Regions from separate parts of the Gasterosteus aculeatus genome. Here region 1 is linked to region 2. Evidence: chromatin contacts called from public Hi-C data. All regions are on one chromosome and are shown on one strand. Each heading gives the region's core, a stretch centred on a gene start, on an enhancer-like site or on the middle of the called end of the contact. The rest is flanking DNA. Distances are from core to core; before and after follow the strand shown.

Region 1 (2,700 bases), core at 106-2,605, 76 kb before region 2:
AGGAGGTGCTTTGGATCTAACTCTAAAGTTTATACGAGACTCACGCGAACCGACTTCTGCGGAGGAGCTCAGGCGAAGAGCTTAACTTTACTCGACACTGGCTTCCAACTGGGTCACCTGTGAGTGAAACCAGAGGACATGGATCCGATATTTTAAAGTGCATTTCCTCTAGAGCATGAGGCATAAAAGGAGGCACTGATCCAGGGTGCTGTTACTACATATTATTCAAATGAAGACAAATGTACTAGTATTCTTCCTTGACTCTCGCTGCATTTATTTGCTCATTAATGTTGACTCCTCACCAGTGAGTAGGTGTAACAGGCGGCAGAGTATTGCCTCAGAGAGCCTGCTTACTACAGAAGCCGTTAATGAACAGCAATTATTAGAACCAGGCAGTCATCCTCGGGGAGTAGGATTTATCTTTTCCTTGACGCAACTTCTTAAACAAATAGGGAAACAAGATACATCAGAATTCTTTTGATAAGGCTTCACATTAAATACTGGAAATGACACGTTCGGCATGAAAAAGAGGGGAATGGAGGAGATTACCGAGTATACATTTTCTCTGAAACTGAGTTATTAGTTAAAGAGCTGGTGGTCTTGAAACTGTACACATGCAGCCAGTTGCATTAAGAGCCATAAAGCTTAAGCAAATTCAACGTGCTGCCTGCAGTCCAAGATGTTTTTTTTCTCCAATTGAGCTGATGCCGATTGTAGATCATTGATGATCCATATTGGCAGACACAGATCAGGTCAAATGATCAGAGATCAGCAAGAAGAAGAGCATACATGTCAATCTCTTATTTAACTTTAAATTGGCGGATAACGAGGTCAGCAAAATTCCATTTCACACACTGGCGGTTACGGTAAACTGTGTGATTAATCCGCGGTTCACGTGTGCTGAACCGCGAGGGTCGATCCGCATGGATTAACCGTGGTCTGTTACACCACAAGGGCTTATGTTACTACAATCACAGCGTTGCCAAACTTTTGTGACTCACATCAAAGGAATGCAGGAGCGAAGACCAGGGACAAAAAAAAGAAAAGAAAAAGCACTTCAAGTCCAACAAAATAATCAAAAGGAAGGAATAAGACTGATAAGAGCATTGTAGTATTGAAATCCTAACAATAACCATCCCCATTTGACACGCATATATATGTATGATGTGCCACTTAAAAAGAAGAATGCAATGAAGTATATGTGGATCAAATTATTTATTATTAATATTCTGGTGACTAAAATAATGAATATGACTATGTGAGTAAATTCTACGCAGCACAAGCAGCACCGGGGAAGGCGAGTGGAGCCAGGAAAAAGAAGAACAGGTTGGTTTGGTAGAGGAAGAGAGAAATAAAGAGCGAGAGGTGGGGTTAGGCAGCTGGCCAGAGTACATCCTGCCAGTCAGAGGGAAGTTGAAAGCGTTACGAAGGTCAAGCGGCATTGTGGAGTAAACCCGGGTGAATTTCAGAGAGTCTTGAGCAATCTGCATCTCCTGCTGTTACTAGTGTTTGTGGTTTGGCTGGTAGTGTTGACAGTAAGGGTCAGAGTCATGAAGGACACTCCCTCGGGTGTACTTTTCTCTTTGAAAAGGTCTTCTCGGGGAGTTGGTTTCTTATCTGGGGACATCTGTGCAGCTGTTAGGCATTCAGCCTCTTGCTCAATTGCTCTTAAACAATGTGCTTTCCAACAAATTGGTTTTAAAATAGCTTCTCCGGCTAAATTTCTTGGCACACAAAGCGCTGCTTTGCCATGGTTTGAAAAGGATTTGCAATCGAAACATTCCTCTTTCCCTTCCAACAGTGAAGTTCCAACATCCCTTGTAGTTTCCCGTACGGGGCTTGTTCGAAGAAATTGAAGCTCGAGTGTCATCGAGTGTGAAAGGAGCTCACTGCTTTGCATTGCACTTTGAATAAAACATTTAAGCCTAAAGGTTAGTGGCTTCTACTTTTGGCCACTAGGGGGACTGAAAGCACAGATATCCTCCTTCACGGAACGTAAACATCAGCACAGAGCACATAATGATTGTTGTGACTAGGACTAACTAAACAGCGGTCATTGACCTTACAGCTACTCTGTTGCTCTTCCATTTACATAACGATGACACTGCTGTACATGCGTATCTGATAAAGGACAGTGTGCGTCCGTGTCATCTTGTAGGCTGTGCGTGTGTGTCTGTGTGTGATTCACCAAGCCTGCTGCGATGCCCTTTAGTAGCTCATTCTGTTAGGCAATAATTCATGTGAAAATGAAGCGTGGGAGGCTCACATCGGAAGATAAATACTCCGTGGCAATCTGTGCTTTTGTTGACGAGGGTCTTCGAGGATGATATTTCCTTCTTTTTTTTTAAAAAGGTAAAATGAAAATGGCAGCTATCCAAGAAAGAGAAAATAAGTTCTCTGCAGACCGTCATCAATCTGTTAGGAGCCCTGGTGTTTTTAGCTACTAGCGCTCGGTCACTGACAGCCGCTTGTGATAATCCATCTTGATATGTAATAAAGTGAAAAGGATTTGGGCTGCGGGCCACAGGTTGAGCGTGTGTATCCTACTGACCCTGTTCTCATCGTAGATGATCTGCACCAGGCTGCGGTGCTTGGCCTCGCTGGGTGGCGGTGAGATAGGCCGCTCTGGCTCGTGTGGTTTAGCCGCCTCCTCCTCCAGCTGTTGCTGTAACACAGAAACAGAAAGATAAAAGTTAGCGC
Region 2 (3,054 bases), core at 354-2,853:
CTTTGTTTGGTAACTCATCCAGGAATGGCATGAATTAGGATTATATTGTTACATAAATTTAATAAATGCAAATTGGGGCTCAGATTTGAACTACAAATTCTAGTTTAAATAGGGTTCTCTTTAAATATGATATAAAGATATGCATTCTTCAAAATGTCAGATTATGACACACTGTTTATACCACCCGTGTAATCACCTTTGAAATCTCTGAATGTATTGTATGTTGTATTTTGATTCATTTATTTGATTTTACATTCAACACTGATTTTTATTAATTTGCTGTGTATATTGTTATATTATATTATATAATACTTCTAGAACTATTCCTGTTTCATTTTTGTTTTTACTATTTCTCAAATTGTTTAACATACAGTTAACTCATTCAGGATATAAAAGGTCCACAGCAAGTATTAAACTGGTGAACCTGAATACACACCCAAACATAGCGGCCCACGTGCATTTAAATACATATACAGTAGAAATTGAGGGCAGCTGGGGGGGTCAGGGCACTTGACGGTTACACACTTGACAGGTGCCACATCTTCATAAATTAAAATGTGATTATTGGGTACAGCTATGCAATGCTTTACTTAAGTAGAGAAGGGCTGTTATCTTCACAATTCACCTAGCAAACAGTTCATGTTATTTTTGAATGACATATTTCACCCATAACGTAGCTGGTATCGTCTTTACACTTTGGTGTGGATATCTCATATGACCTTTTACGTGTGTGCCAGACAACGTATCGAACGTTATATTTCCAGATATAAATCGTCTTGTATTGAAAGTGATGGGGTAGACCTCGTTTACCGTTGTGTATAATCAGCCAAAGACAACCTGCATAGAAACATAACGTGATATTTACAGATTTTGTTGACGGTTTGTTACTGTTGGCATATTGTAGGAACGTTAACGTTAGCTAAATGAACGTTACAGGCATCTTGGGATTGGTATAGTTTAACGTGAATCACCATACACCGCAATAACGTTATATTTACAACAAAACTGCTACACATAGCAGTCGTTGATGGGTAACGTAACTAATAACAATTTGCATTATGTATTACGCCGTTAACGTTCGCTCCCTCTAACAATTTTGTTTCGGGGCATAACGTTAGCTAATAGTAGCATTACAATAAGACATAGAACCCCGCAATTATACATAGGATTAGGTATAGACTCGGGTCCGAGTAATGAATACACTCAAATTGCATTACAAATACTAAACTGTAACATCTGCAATAAGACTGTCTGTGCCATTTCATTAATTACAATGACTCTTGCTACGGGAGGCGTGCTAGCCAATGCTAACGATGTTAGCTTGTTATTGCTAGCAGGCCAGCTTTTAATGAATAAATACATTTTATCAGTGAAACGGTGTTACTTACAGGAGATTGGACTTTGGCAGAGGTTTCATAAATCCTAAATCATATTTACTATAAGTCACATGCTGTAACAAATGTTATTCCGCAAGAAAATGAAATATCAATATTGCTAGCGGCTATTCAATGTTTTGGAGCTAATTTCATTCACCAACATGGCGACGGCAGGAACCTTTTGTTTAACCCGGATGTAGATCTGTCTCGAGGAAGTGGACACATTGAAGGAAAATCCGTTTTTTGGGGGGGTATTGAGGTTTCTCCCTTACAAGGTGATTATTATTGAAAAAATATTTTGGAGAATAGAAATTTGGAGAACGTAAAAAAAAGCTAATACATGGTATCTAAGCATAAATGCAAAGTAAAGAAGACTTGAAAATAATCCAAAGTTTCAACAATAAATATTTATTTTTTTCACACTGTGCGTAACAATTCATTTTTTGCAAAGTTGACTGGCACTCATAAAAACAAGTAAAAAAAGACCATTTGATAAATCCTAACAAACTCATTTCAACATCAACCTTTTCAGAAAATATTGAAGAAGTAGTTTTATAATCTAGTCTGTCACAAAATTATACACAAATTAATAAAAAAATTAACATTATTTTTTTATTAATCCAAGCAGCTGGGGATAATAACTAAAACACACAACGAAACAGCAGATAAAGCAACGTTGTATGCAGTTATCGTTGCTTAAAATACATAATTGAGTACATTACCACCGACATTGTTGGATCAGTTAAACAAAAATATCAAAATATAGTAATTGCAGTCTATGATGTAAGTCCACATGACTGGAAGACAATTGTTCTGTATGAGGTCAAGACATACTTTCATTACCTTTAAATCCACTACTCTGGTGGGATGCAAAATGTAATAAAAAACAGGCACAGTTTTAATATTACTGGTACACTTTTTGGTCATCTCATCCAAAATAATCAGACTCCTGATGGCCAGTGAACTTCTGCGTTACACTTAACACCAACCCTTCAAATACAGAAAACAGAAAAACAACATTGGTTTCAAGTACAATACATTTAACATCAGTATTATCTAATATGATAATTCTATGTGCAAAAAACTAAATAACACACTAACATATTTCTTCTGCAACAGAACAGAACAAACACTCTGAACAATTTACTTGATCAAAAAACAATCATGACACAAGCTGTCCTCTAGAACTTGTCCAAAACAGGACTTTCAGTCTTTTTGTGCAATTATCTAAAGATCGCAGACTGGCTGGTGGGATAAGAGCAGATGCTCCAGTGGTCATTTCCCTTAAGACAGATCAAAGTGCACGTGTATGTGTATTGACAGTATAGGAGGATCCATCTTCATTTAGGGCAAATGAATGAGACAATATAAAAGCTGTCGTGTGGCCGCAGTTGTAGAGCGCATGGCTACTGCTAAGACTGCAGAGCAGAAAGGCGCCGCTCGATACACTGCTTACCTGAGAACAGATATATTGAAAAATTCAGATTAGAAAAAAATCAAGTCAAGACCTGGTGGTTTATGTGTCATAGTGCGGCCATATACATTTCTCTATGCTGTCAATGTCCTTCTCCTCAGTGATGATTCGGGACAGACCCTCCATCAGCAAAAGGGCTTTGTGGTAACGCTGGACTGATGCTGTGCCATAGTGAAACATCTCATCTAGGGCAGCACACTGAAC

The links. Hi-C and Micro-C count contacts between places; a contact is called where the count stands out from the background.
Region 1: a Hi-C map of tail fin shows a contact between it and region 2, with 1.8 times the contacts expected there. The contact joins the enhancer-like site here to the promoter of ep400 in region 2. A contact is called at or near these places in 2 of 6 Hi-C or Micro-C datasets (skeletal muscle and tail fin).

Annotation. Positions count from the first base shown.
Region 1 is chr13:16,141,101-16,143,800 of fGasAcu3.hap1.1, reverse strand. It overlaps ncor2 (nuclear receptor corepressor 2), which reads right to left. Exons shown (of 47, transcript XM_078086960.1): 6 at 2,552-2,665. Among protein-coding and RNA genes, the nearest start is that of ncor2, 26 kb to the right of the region's middle. Within about 2 kb of position 1,355, at least 6 of the 9 cell types and tissues checked have open chromatin away from gene starts, as enhancers often do.
Region 2 is chr13:16,064,755-16,067,808 of fGasAcu3.hap1.1, reverse strand. It overlaps ep400 (E1A binding protein p400), which reads right to left and starts at 1,603. Exons shown (of 53, transcript XM_078086950.1): 1 at 1,389-1,603. ulk1a (unc-51 like autophagy activating kinase 1a) reads right to left here. Exons shown (of 28, transcript XM_078086929.1): 27 at 2,919-3,054; 28 at 1,769-2,832. The coding sequence ends at 2,789.